2 separate regions of the Danio rerio genome follow, and region 1 is linked to region 2. The links are chromatin contacts, called in public HiCAR-type maps. All regions are on one chromosome and are shown on one strand. Each heading gives the region's core, a stretch centred on a gene start, on an enhancer-like site or on the middle of the called end of the contact. The rest is flanking DNA. Distances are from core to core; before and after follow the strand shown. Region 1 has its middle 13 kb from the start of cdc42ep4a. Region 2 has its middle 12 kb from the start of pmp22a.

Region 1 (6,910 bases), core at 969-3,468, 66 kb after region 2:
ACTATACTTTGGCTAAGGAGTGGAACAGAGAATCAAACTCGAAGGTTCAGACTTGTGTTTTATTTTCTTGATTTATGCTATAACATATTGAAGCTGGACTGAACCCAATTTGTCCTAACCTTCCAACTTTTTATGCCCAGGCAGTCCCCCTAAAAAAAATATAGCAAGGAGGATGCATTGATTGTGAAGACATTTATGCAGCCTGATCTCACCAGGAAAGTAAGTATTTTACATTTTGTCAGTGTAGCTAATTCATACAAATTTGTGCGAGTTCAGTCATATAAATGCATGATTTTAAAGAGAAGGTGTGGCACCCAACCCCACACCTAAACCCAATCGTCATTGGGAATAAGCAAATTGTAATTCATACAAATTAGCCACTAAATCAAAAAGTTATTATCGTGTGCGTTTGTGTGTGTGTGTGTGTGTGTGTGTGTGTGTGTGTGTGTGTGTGTGTGTGTGTGTGTGTGTGTGTGTGTGTTTATTTTGACAGCCCTGCATTAATATAATTTCTATTTTATTGCATGAATGATGTATGATGTAAATCCCAGAACACTTGCAGATTTATTGGTCACCTCTGACTCCTATAACATTCTTTGCACTATTATAGAAGTGAACGGTGATCTACTGTTTGGATGTCGACATTTTTTACAATACCTATGTTTTCATCCACCTATTAAAAAAAAAAAAAAAAAAAAAAAAGCTCATTAGAAACATACAGATTGCACACACAATATAAAAATGCTAATAAACAAACATGCTGACAACTGAGTAGGATACACTGTTTATATATATATATATATATATATATATATATATATATATATATATATATATATATATATATATATATATATATATATATATATATATAAATGGCTAAACTAGAATGGAAGCACATTTACAAAATAAATTCCAGCATGTGCATCAGAAGTCATGTGATTTTGTTTTAACAGATCATGCAATAACAAAAATGGATGTGATTGGACAGCATTAATAGACAAACCAGCTGACCCGCTACATTGTAAAACATCTAAAATGTTGTTTTGATCATACTAATGTGGAGGCACTATGTCATAATCACTACCCTACAAGAGCAAGCTCCCGATTGGTTAACATGGCCTGAATGTCCACTAAAGTTCAAATTTTCCAACTCGAGCGATTTAAATGCGCAAAATGCTCAACTCGCGCCGCTTCATTCTCACCGCCTCATTCACATGAAACACACCGCAGGATGTCTATTTATGTCTTTGCATTGACTTAACATGTAAATCATTTATGCTTCATCTGCATCTAGTGTGAACGCAGCATCACGCCTCCAACAGCCACCATGTGTTCACTGCATTTCATTTTCATCTTATACAGCAAAAAAAAAAACATGCCCACAGTAGCTTCTCCTACCAAATTAAAATACCAATTTTATTTTTGATATTTGATGTCAGTTGAATGCATTGGATAAAAACCCAAAAAAACTTATTCCCAAAAGTTTTATGCAATATTCCAGTTTTACGCATAAGTCTAATTAGAATATTTGGATGGAAACAGCTTATATAATTACAGAACATTTCAAAAGTCAACTTTTTTTAAACAGAACAATGTTTTAACTGCCACAAAACCACTTATTAAGGCATTTTATGGAAATTAACGTATAGGTGCTGCACTTATAATCTTCATATAAAGCTGTGTTGTAAAGATTTTTTTTTTTAATCCAACACTTCCCTACAATCCTCCTCCTTGTCCTAACGCTTTTACTGTTTTTATGGGAAATCCTCAGACATCTGGTCTGCCCTGAATGCAGTCGTTATTTGCTGGAGATTATGAACTGAAAGGACATGTTGTCTACTCACTGTCATTCTAAGTGTCTATGGTGTTAGCCATCTATGATCATGACAGAAGGGTGGACCACAGCTGCAACCCGCGGGCGAATTTCTCGCCACTCTCAGCCATTTCCCACCCTTTCTAGCACTTGAGAAATGTATCCAAGGTAAAATGAGCATGCAGACGACAAAGGAAAACCCCTGCATGAAGAGGGGGGAAAACAAGGGAGGAGTCATACTGGAAATCTGAAAAGGCTGAAATGTGTCTGTCTGTGGAGAGACTAAAGGCGACGGAAGAACAAGAAAAGTCGATCTACTCCCAGTTTTAGCCCTTCCCCCTTTCTATCTCTCGCCCGCTCAAATTTCGGCGCTAGCAGGTTGTCTAATGGTTTCCAGATTTTTTCATGCGGGTTTTGCTCCTGAGAGTCTCGACTGAGTCTGAGAAGCATGAGAATGAGAAGCAGAACGCGCTTCTGGCAGCGCCTGTTAATGATGAATTATATGTTGACAAACAGCGACCTCTTTTGGACATATAGTAGAACAGCAGGAAGATGTGACAGGAACAGCACACGAGCTGATTAAAATATTATGGTGGACTGTTTTCAATTTATGTTTGAATTTTTTCATACATAAACAAACATGCATGGCTTTAATCCCTGCTTTTTGACATTTTCTGATTGACTTACTGCTCAAACGTTTTCATTATTGTAAAAAAAAAAAGTGTGTCAGATTTTTTTGAAACTTGACTATTAACTGTTTCGTTACACCCATAAACTCTCACATTCACACACATACAAAGACAGTTAACTCAACCAATTCACCAAAAGTGCATGTCTTTGGACTGTTTGTGAAACTACAGCATTTGGAGTAAACCCACGCAAACACGGGGAGAACATGCAAACTCCACACAGAAACACCAAATAATGCAAACGGGCTCAAAGCTTGCTGTGAGGCGACAGTGCTAACCACTGAAACACAGTGTCGCATTCTTTTATATCGTGTTTGTGTATTTTCATACACATTTCAAATTAAAAAAAATGAATTAATATTAAAAAGTATGAGGAACCCCAATGCTGTATTTCAAATAAAGTATGATACGTTCATTTAAAAATGTTACATTTACAGGTATTGTCAGGAATACATATGTCATTTATTTGTTTGTAGCGTGTGCAGTAATTTTGGAAAGATATTGCTAAAATTAATTTCAAGAGTTCACACTTAGCTCATGATTGGTAATAAGCTAGTTTGGCATGCTGTCGCTCGGGTAGATCATCATCAACAACAGGCTAATAGACAAATTACAATGTTTGTAAACATTCAGGATGCGCATGCAGGGAGGTGGCAGAAAAAAACAGGGAGCGTTAGCATGTACAGTGATGGAATGACATCCGATGTGAGTTTGTTGTTGTCTTAGAAATAAGATATATTGATTACATATTACATATATTATTTACATAATTCTTTCAGCGTATTATAAAAGCATTATTAAAAGCATTATAATTAAATAAGCGTAGCCTACCTGAACCAGCGGGAGCTCAACGTTTGTCAACACATGCTGCTAATGGAAAGAATCATCCAGTGATAATCACAGTGATTCGGCAAAATTAACGTTAAAGTGAGGTCCATTTGCAATAGCACCACACTGCAGACGAAATGACCAAGCATCCAGCCTGAAATATACAATTTCACTGAAGCTTCAAATGATTTTACATGAGATAAGTAAAAGTCCTACAAGTCTTTGGATGTTCTGTGTGGACAAGACTTTGAAAGGAGATGGAGCTGTATAAGGCCTGGGTAATTAATAATCAACAGGGAAAAACAACTGCATTCTGAGAGTGAACTGCACCTGTACGGCAGGGTATGTAAACTTACACACAGAGGTAAAGTTGGTTTTATATTTGCTTATTTAGCTTTTTTCCTAAATAATAAGTATTATTTGCAAACTGTAAATAGCAAAATCATATTAGCAGCCAATGGCCATTAAGTACAACATTGTTCACAGTCAAATAAACAGTGTTAACCTATGGTGAAAAATCTACTTTTCAAGCTGTTTGGACAGCTTGTAGGTATAGTGTATAGGCCGTCATATTGGGGTGATATAAACATACAGAGTCCTTTTTTTTTTCAATTAAACAACATAAAAACGGTGGACCAGTTGGAACAGTTTTCAGACTGACCACAACTTGACGAAGGAGTGCGGTCACCAAATTGATTGACAGCTGCATAACATGTCCCGGTAGTCACGTGTATTATCATATCAATATGAGAAGACAAGCGAAAAGCATTCGGGAATAAAAGGTCTGTTCAGTTTGCTAGGATCATCAATCATCATTAAATGCGATCAAAAAGAGTGAGTTTCACAAGTTTAAAATGTTTTAAAACAGGGCATGTGTGTAAGGAATTACAGCAATTTACTTAAGCTTTACTTCATTAGCACAGCCTCATGTCAGAACAATTATAAAAGAAGACACTTCAGTCCTGGTTTTTGGATGTTAAATCAGGTTTATTTTGTACATTAACTGTTAATGTACAATGTTAATGTACAACTGTTATTGATTAACATAACAGATATCCATACAGCAGTGGAGATTAACCTGTATCCTGTCACATCTGCATGCAAAAAGAGTTGAAAGCTAAACGCGCACTGTCTGTGTCTATGTGTGTATTGTGTCCGAGCTGTCTATGTGTGTGTGTATCTGTGTGTGCGCGCGTGAACTTTGTAACAACATTGTGTGTGTCTTATCGTTGTAACTTGATACAACAAATGCATCAAATACTCATTGGTAAAGCAGTGTTGCCAACTTAGCGACTTTGTTGCTAGATTTAGCAAATTTTCAGACCCCCCTAGCGACAAATTTTCAAAATTGCGAATAGCGACAAATCTAGCAACTTTTTGTGTGTTACTGGAGAATTTTATAGACTCTCATGTGTCCATACTGTACATTCCCTACTCTTGCCGCCAGCCCCTCCCCCACCCTGTCAGTACTAGTGGAGCAGTCTCTCCCACCTGCATTAATCACCCTTCTGCATACCAACCTCAAATGATTTAGCACCAGCAGTGTGAAGGTATTTCCCTTGTACAGTCAAACCAATCTGCTTCTCCTTTATTTTAACAATTTAATTTGATCGTCTATTCTTTTCTTGATCACAATCACAGATATTTTAGTGACAATTTCACTAAAGTTTATTACGTCTGAGAGATGAATGCAAATTCACTACACCTATATAATGATATACTGTATTCAAACAGCAATAAATTTAGTTAAATTGACATGCGTAGTGCAAATATAAATACCCCTGTATTAACCAAAGGCTGTTAAACAAACAGAAATCATAGAACAAGATGACATCAGTAATATACAAATTAACATATGCCTAGTTTAGCGACTTTTAGCGAGTTTTTGGGTAGAGCTTAGCGCCTTTTCGTTGAAAATAGTTGGCAACAGTGTGGTAAAGTTATTTCTCACAAACGCTATGTGAGATCTGCTGCAACTTTACAGATAAATTCTGGAGACACAAAAGATTCATAATAAATCTGAAAAAAAGGGTAACCAAGGTGCCCTTTAATGTTGTTTTCCAGACATCTGTGCGTATTGTGTCCATGCTGTGTATGTGTGTGAGTATCTGTGTGTGTGTACGCGTGAACTTTGTAACGACATTGTGTGTGACTCATCGTTGTAACCTAACACAGCAAATGAATCAAATAATCATTGGTAAGATTCATAATGTAATATTTCGCATAAACGCTATGTGAGATCTGCTTTCTTTATGTCTGTTTGTTGTCTGACGCAGCCGAGGGAGGTGATTAAGGCATGCAGAAAGGCATGTCGAAACGGTGGATGCGGAGGACTAGCCTCAAAGGCGCAGTATAGCAAAACTGCCATCCAGTGCAAAAATGTATAAAATAGAATCTTATAAAAAGTATAATAAAAAATCTGATTGGTGTTTTAAGCTAAAACTTTACAGACACATTTTGGAGACACAAAATATTCATAATAAATCTGAAAAAGGGGTAACCTACAGTAGGTGCCCTTTAATGTTGATTTCAAGTCACACTTGCTGGTTATTTCAGACCGAATATTTAAAGTGCCGCAGTAAACAAGTGTGTCACAAGTTGTCACTGAATGAATGTGTGAATATAAAACCAACTTTACCCTAATAACTTACGCTTTCACGTTTTATTCTTACCATTCAGTGTCCAACCACAGTAACCATTTGTTACTGTTTTTGCTGAAATCATTGTTGCAATCAAAAACGAGTAATGTGTATGATTCAGCATAGTGTGAACTTACCTGATATAACATGAGAACTGCAAAGTTGAGCATTTCGAATTTGGTCGTCACTTCATTCAGCTCCCTTTTAGCCAAAGATCCCTGCAGTTGGCGTTAAAGCAGTGTGATGTATGGTAAAAGTAAAGTTTTCTACTTTTGGACTTTCAATTTGGCATCTACATGCACAACAGGCCTGTCTTCACAGGGGACCCCTGTGAAGTAGGTTGGTATTTGGTCTATACCATCCCTACAGTGAAGCATTGTGGTGGCAGCATCATGCTGTGTGGATGTTTTTAGCAGCAGGAACTGGAATACTAGTCAGGATAGAGGGAAAGATGAATGCAGCAATTTACAGAGACATCCTTAATGAAAACCTGTTTTAAAGTGCTCTTGACCTCAGACCGGGCAACAGTTTATCTTCTAACAGGACAATGACCCAAAGCACACCACCAAAATATCAATGGAGTGGCTTTACAACAACTCAGTGTATCTCCTTGAGTGGCCCAGCGAGAGCCCAAACCTAAATCCTATTAAATATCTCTGGAGAGATCTGAAAATGGCTGTACACCGTTGCTTCCCATTCAACCTGATAGAACTTAAGAGGTACTGCAAATAGGAATGGGCATAAATTCTCAAAGACAGGTTTGCCAAGCTTGTGACATCATAGTCAAAAAGATGTGAGGCTGCAATTGCTGCATCAGCAATGTATTGAGCAAATAAGGCTGTGAATACTTTTGTGGTTTTTCTGATTATTTTTTTTTTTTATAAATTTTCAACAATTAAAAAAAATAAAAAATCTTTTTTCACATTGTTATTATGGGG
Region 2 (7,787 bases), core at 1,289-3,788:
GAGATCTGTTGATTGTTTGTGCTTTGCTCAGCTGTGATCTGATATCAGGCCAGGAGGGCCATGAATCAGCTTGCCAGAAAACAATGGCACCCTTTCCATTCAAGTCTAAAATGCCCTGGCGTTTTTTTGAGCCCAGAAGTTGAAGGGATTGATAGGATCTCTAAGCCACGTGTGAAGAAGTAACAGTAACACTTTATAATAACTACTCAGTATGAATCATTTCTTATGCATTAGCATCTAGTAAATTTAGTATTTGTTAAGCATTAACTCTACATTAATAAACGTTAGTAAGCAGTTTATAACTACAGCTACAAATGCTGTATTCTTGACTTATTACCACATTTATAATGTGCTTAATAATTGTACCTTCATACTTTGTGATTGGTTAATTTTTCATTACTAACTGCAGTATTGCATTATTCAAACCATTTGTGTTTAAGAGTGGTTGGAGGTTTTTAAGATCGTTCAGAATGAGTTAGTAAATGATTGATAAACTATTGAAATTAACATTTATAAATCTTATTATTCAGCCATATATTAATGGTTACTATGTATGTTAATAAATGCTTTATTAACTCAACTTCATGCAGTTTTGTGACCTTATCAAAAGTGAGAACTATGCTTTATAAATCCCTTATAAATGACAATTAAATGTTTAGTATCAAATGAACAATAATCTTTGCAATCTTATCTAAAAAGTAAAATTACTGTGACGTTCAAACATTGCTGAATAACAGGAGTGTCGAAATATAACATCAAATTAGATGGAACAAAATATGTTGGAACAACAATATAATAATTTAACATTGTAATATGATGCAATTTCTAAAGTGTACAGTAATTTTATTTTAGATAAGGTTGCACAGATTTATTTTTTATTTGATACAGTTTCATGTGTTTTCAGTTTTGTTTCATCTTCAAACAAATAGAAATGAATAGTTGTTTATGTTCTTTTTTTTTCCTGTTTCCTGAATATAGCTGAGCCTTTAATTGTCATTTATAAGGATTTATAAAGCATAAATAGTCTTCACTTTAGATTAGGTCACAAAACTGGATGAATTTGAGGCACTTATTAACAAACAAATTCACAATTAATATATGCCTGAATAATAAGAATTATACATGTTAATTTGAAAAGTTTATTAATCATTTACTAACTCATTCTGAATGATCCTAAAAAACAACTAACTGGTTTGTTAATATTGCAAAACTGAATTTAGGAATGAAACATAAATCATTAACAAAGTATGAAAATACAATTATTAAGCACATACAGTTAAGAATAATGTCAAGAATACAGCATTTGTAGCTGTAGTTATAAATTGCTACAAACGTTTATTAATGTAGAGTTAATGCTTAACAGATGATTATTTCACAATTTGCGAATGCTTAATAAATGGTTAATAGTGTGTAGTCATCAAAGTAACTCATCCAATCACTGTAGGCCTGATCTCCATTTGAAGAGAGCTTCTTACAGGTTTCTAGGAAAAAGGCTTTCAAATTGGGGTTCGAAAGGAGGCGATAAAAGGTCCATGTGATATTTACACATTGCTAACTATGGTGTGCTTTGGCAGTATCCCTGGTTCACAAAATCAGTCTTAATTTGCACAGATACATTTTTGAAAAGGTGCAGCAGGGTGGTGCAGCGGGTATTGCTGTCGCTGGTTCAAGCCCCAGCTGAGTCAGTTGGCATTTTTGTGTGGAGTTTGCATGTTCCGCCCATGTTCTTCTCCAGTGTTTTCCACCACTGCCCAAAGACATCTGCTATAGATGAACTGGGTAAGCTAAATTGTCTGTAGTGTATGTGTGTATGTCCTGATCCTCCAGTTCCAGGTTGGAAGTTGGGCATCTGCTAACAACACACCTTGTAAAATAAGTCAAATTTTGAAATAGTCCAAACTTTCTTTTTTATGTCATTAGAGTAATAAGTAATGGGTATGTTCCATGAAGACATTTAGTAAATTTGTTATTTATGCATTGCTATAATTGCTAAGATTTAATCAACTCTAAAGGTACTTTAAAGACGATTTTCTTGGTTTTTAGATTTTTTATTTATTTATTTTTTTGTAACATCAGATTTCAGACATCCAAGTAGTTGGTTTTCAAGTATCCTGGCCAAATATTGCCTTATTTATAGATCCCAACAGAACATGGATGGATTGAGCTACATATCTCTTGTATGTTGTACACATTTGTACAATCTGCTAAAGCCCCATTGATGATATCTTTAGAGATGGACGTTGATGTTAAAAAAAAAAAAATGGCCATTGATGATGAAAAACAAAGAACGTGCACTTACATGCACTTACATAACACGTGTTACTAACATGCAATCCCACAGCTGCTTTGATATTTTCAGAAGGAGGCCCCTTGCAAGGGAATAGTCATATTTGAGGGTCCTTAGCTTTACATTGTAGGGTAAACATGAGATCTCCCGAATCACACCATGAGCAAAGGGGAGATGGCTTTACTTAACTGCCCACCCCCATCCAGCCCGAAGCTCAGGCTGGAATAAATCACAGACATGCACCATGACGAAACCCAGGCCTCGGTGCTGCAGCCATCCCAAGCATCTGCAAATCATTAACCGTGGCTTCCTGTTTGAGACTATGTCTTCAGCGCACACATCCCTATCACTGTGTCAGTCATCTTACCTTTATTTCTATAAGACTGTATACAATGTGGATTTTGTTAAAGCACATATACAAGGAATGACATTCTCATAATAAAAGTCAGATTTAAACATAGTCAGCATATTAGGCAGGTACAAAAAGAGGATATTAGTTTTAGTTAGTTCAAATTTGATTCAGTTTAATATGAATTCCCATAAGCTGCAGTAATCACTCTAATTATGGACTGAGGCTGCATACTAATTCGTGCTAATATTATGTTGAACATAGGAATTCATGCCAGAAATGTACAGAAATGTTGCCAAAAGATGCTAATGCATATTTAGAATGCCTATTGTTAATAATTGTTGCAACAGGCTAATTTATGTTAAAAACATGCCATAAAACATGTTAAAACAACTTACTAGCATTGGTTATCAAATAGCTTTTGTTTTTGCAGCTATTTAGCTGTTTTTGTGGAAACTGTACAGATTTTCTTTAGGCTTAGTGAATTGATTTAAATTAGAAAGTCCGTCCCGCAAACAATATTTTGTTATGTCATATCCAATTTCCTAAAACACTGTACATGAAACACCAAATAATGGTTTGAAAAGGATTGTATTCTCCTTCAATTGTTTTCATGCCATGACTTTCAGGATATTTGACTATATTTATTTCTAATTGACTATATTTTCATAGTAAGTATTGAAACATACAAAGTATTTAAAAATGCTACCAGTATGCTAAAGCATATTAACATTGTGTTAAACATGCTAGCAACATAATTTTCATGTAAACAAACATGTTAGTCATGTACTAAACATGCTAGCAGCATACTAATCCATACTCACAATGCTAACCCTGCTAGCATTGTGTTAAACATGGTATGAAAAAGCTTATTTAGGTTAACAACATGATAAAACATGTTAAATATAGCATGCTAGCAACAACTGTTTCTGTTATTCAAAGCTGAATTTTAGTCTTAAGTGCCACATGATTCATTCATTCATTCATTCATTCATTCATTCATTCATTCATTCATTCATTCATTCATTTTCTTTTCTGCCTAGTCCTCTTCAATCTGGGTTCGCCACAGCAAAATGAACCGCCGCCACGTGATTCTTTAGAAATAACTTTGAATGCTAATAATGCTAATTTAATTATTAAGATATGTTTATTATTATCGAATATCAAGCTTAATATTTTTTACGATTCTTTGGTGAGTGTACAATTCAAGTATGTTGCATTTATTGAATTAAGAATAGTTTTAATTCAACATTTTGTTAAATAATCACATTAACCTTCTTACAGAGTATATGAATTACCAACGAAAAGTTTGAAAGGGATCAAATTCACCCAAATGCATCTGGGCCCATGAAATGCTGGCTGAACAGTGTCCACTGAGACCAACTCTGAGCCGAAGTCTACTCGAATTACAGCAATTGCTCCCTCCCAAACCCCAATAACACATTCCTGCTGCTCTGACACTATTATAAACATTGCATCTTCTACTGGACATCTGCTGGATCTTGTTTTGATTAATTTTAGGGCGGTGGTTCAGCAGACTTAGAAAACTAATTAAAAGTTTTGCAATTTTATGTCCATTTTTTTTTCTCATCATATTGTGTTACAATAAAGCCAACATGTAGAAGGTAAAAGTCAACTTATAAAGTAGATTAGTTCATTCATTTGTTTTCTTTTTTACTTAGTCTCTTCATTAATCAGGGGTTGCCACAGTGGAATGAACCGCCAACTTATCCAGCATATGTTTTACAAAGCGGAGGTCCTTCTACCTGCAACCAGTTCTTGGAAACACCCACAAACTCTTGCATTCACACAGATACACTACGGAAAATTTTGTTTATTCCATTCACCTAATCATTCATTTTAATTTGGCATATTTTCATATTTATCAGGGGTCACCACAGGGGAATGAACTACCAACTATTCCGGCTTATGTTTTACGCAGCAGATCCCCTTCTAGTTGCAACTAAGTACTGGGTAACACCCATACATTCTTGCATTTACAAACACACACATACACTATGGTCAATTTAGTTTATTAAATTTACCTATATAGCATGTCTTTGGACTGTGGGGAAAACAGAACACCTGATGGAAACCCATGCGAACACAGGGAGAACATGCAAACTCCATACAGAAATGCCAACTGACCCAGCCGAGGCTCAAACCAGTGATCTTACCAGTGATCTTACTGTTTCGCATTCACACAGATACACTACTGTCAATTTAGTTTATTCAGTTCACCTATACCACATGTCTTAGGACTGTGGGGGAAACCTGAGTACCACGCAAACACAGGAAGAACAGGCAAACTCCACACAGAAATACCAACTGGCCCAGCCTGTACTTGAACCAGAAACCTTCTTGGCTGTGAGGCAACAGTACTGACCAAAAACATATATAAGAATTTTGGTGAAAGAGAGATAAAGATTACAATTCTGAGAAAGAGTGTAATATGTGTGACAATTTTAACTGCAAACATAAAGTCAAAGTCATGAGATGAATATAAAAACTTACAATCAACAGAGAAACAAATGCACTGAAGATTTGTCTGGCATGTCAGGAAGGGAACGCCACGTTGTACAGATTTTGTCAAAAATTACAACGTACCATTTAATTTTTGGATTTGAGCTGAAATGTTTTTAGGGCCCCGCAAAAAAAGCATTAATGGAGCTCAAGCAGCAGCTGTTAGCACTAACTTCAGGAGGCATCAGGAGGGATGGGGTGGGCCAACAGAGGTCATAATGGGAGACCCCTGTGGGAAGTATTTCCTGCATACCTTTAGCTGAAATGTCTCTAAATATTGAGTCTGTCCTTATCTCATCCCAGGGTGTTGGCTTCATATACTAAAACAACTGATGCTAATCCCTTCTTGCTCTTTAAACAAAATGAGCAGAATGAATTAAGAGTATCATTTCCATCCCAATTAGTGAAAAAAAATCTTTCTTCATTCTTTAAGTATGATGCATGAAAGATCATTCTCTTTGTCTGAATCTGTCTACACCAGTCTTATATTTTCACTGACATTAGACAGGTCTAATTTTGTGGATTATTTTTCAGCCACAAGGTTAAACACTGACACACACTGACATGAAAAAATGGCGCATTCATGTAGGGTTCAGACTACATATCAATACCAGTTGATGCCATGTCATGGTGATTCAGAAATCTCAGTGGAAAATAATTGATCATTTTATTTGTATAGTGTATCATGAAAATGACTACGATGATTTATTAATATTGCGAATAACGATTACACCGCCCGTTGACCACTGTGCAAGACATAAAAATAAAAAATACACTAATTAACAGAAAAGTTATACAATAATATTTTATCCCCCTTAGCCAAAAATGGCTTAAAATAATAAAGGTCTTTAGTCATTAAAGACTCTAAGGGCCCTATCATACACTCGGCGCAGTGTGGCGCAAGATGCGGCGCAATAGTCTTTTGGTAGTTTCAGCTTGGCGCAAGAGTCGTTTTAAGGCGTTGCGCTACGCTGTTTAAATAGCAAATGCATTAGCGCTCATTTGTGCGCCCATAGGCGTTCTGGTCTAAAAAGGTATTCTGAGGCGGACCGCTGGCGCGTTGCTATATGTAACTATTATAGATTTTTCATTAGACCAAAACTAACCCGGTCTAAACTCCGGCGCAGAGTTGCGCCTGGCTTACGCACTACTTATTACGGACAAGAGAGCAATATCTTTACATATGAAAAAAATTAATATTAAGGATATATATAGGATAAAATAGGAATAGATATATGATATAAATATAAAGGATTAAAATATTACAAAAATATTATTTTCTAGCCTACATAAATATGAAAATTCACTGCTTTTATGTCTTCTTCATCTCGGGAGGCTTTTTCAGTTCATTCATAACAATTTACTTTTGAATAATGTTATTATTATTAGAAGTATTATTTAATATATCCATATTAATATTTGTTTTATTAAAAAACAAGCTTAGATTTGCTCCCCTGTCAGGTTTTAGACCATATGGGGCATGGCAGGTGTATTTGGAAATAACTCAGTATTTTGACCACACTTAGTTAATAGTGTTCATTTATTCGTTTGCTAGAAATTAGAACTGAATTTAGAAATAGTTTTGAAACAAATCTTTGCGCTTAACAAACGAAATTAACTATTTATAGACTAATTGATGTCTGTGCATAATGGTTTCCCTGTCCAAGAGCGAAAGTGAAAATAGTTCCATTATCTCTCATTCTCACGCAGTAGATGCTCTGTTTAACAGTTTTCTGTTAAAAAACTGTCAACTGTTAACTGACGCAGTTGGGTCTTAAAGGTAATGGGAGATGAGACTCTAATTGGTTTATTCTGAAAACACACCTATAACTCATTAAGAAAATAAACTCAACCCTTTTAGACCATGCGCCTTGGCGCAAGGCAGATTTCCCGTCCTTAAATTAGCAAAAACGCATCCTGACACGCCCTGAAAGCGTTTGCGCCCTGCGTTTTGCACATGGACCATCAAAATAGAGCCCTAAGAGTAAAAACTTGTCTTGTAAATAACGGCAAGGCTTTCCAGAGCCTGGAGACAGCACTACAACTGTAAATTTAAAAATTTATTTTGTTTCTAAAAATGCTTCACATTCACACTATGATTTTTAATCATTTTGCTAAAATTCGTCATCTGCATGGAAATTACAGAAAATGCGTTGTCTTTGTACTGCGCATGTGTTCAGACCAGTGTTGAGCAATAACACATTGACACTAACAAAAAATGTAGAGCATTACTTTTTAAATATATTAAATCTGTTGTCATTACAATAACGTGCATGCCCAGCATACACACAACATCATAAAAAGTTATTATTAGATTATATTTAGGTTGCCAATGTCTAAGGACAACATTATCTTGATGTCCAGTAAGGACATGAAACAGCATTGATATTTGGTTTATTGATATTTGGTTATATTTGGTATGGGTGTTCCCATCACTGGGAACACCCATACACACTCATTCACAATAGACAATTTAGCCTACCCAATTCACCTATAGCACATGTCTTTGGACTGTGTGTGAACACAGCTCCCGGAGGAAACCCACGCCAACACGGGGAGAACATGCAAACTCCACACAGAATTGACCACTGACCCAGCCGAGGCTCAAACCAGTGACCTTCTTGTTGT

What was found. HiCAR-type assays count read pairs that join an accessible place to other places.
Region 1: a HiCAR-type map of caudal fin shows a contact between it and region 2, with 4 times the contacts expected there. The contact joins two enhancer-like sites. A contact is called at or near these places in 2 of 18 Hi-C or Micro-C datasets (fibroblasts and gastrula embryo) and 1 of 4 datasets of contacts at active chromatin or transcription factors (caudal fin).

Annotation. Positions count from the first base shown.
Region 1 is chr3:53,401,638-53,408,547 of GRCz12tu, forward strand. No RefSeq gene overlaps it. Among named protein-coding and RNA genes, the nearest start is that of cdc42ep4a, 13 kb to the right of the region's middle. Within about 2 kb of position 2,219, at least 44 of the 62 cell types and tissues checked have an H3K27ac peak or open chromatin away from gene starts, as enhancers often do.
Region 2 is chr3:53,335,118-53,342,904 of GRCz12tu, forward strand. No RefSeq gene overlaps it. Among named protein-coding and RNA genes, the nearest start is that of pmp22a, 12 kb to the left of the region's middle. Within about 2 kb of position 2,539, at least 26 of the 62 cell types and tissues checked have an H3K27ac peak or open chromatin away from gene starts, as enhancers often do.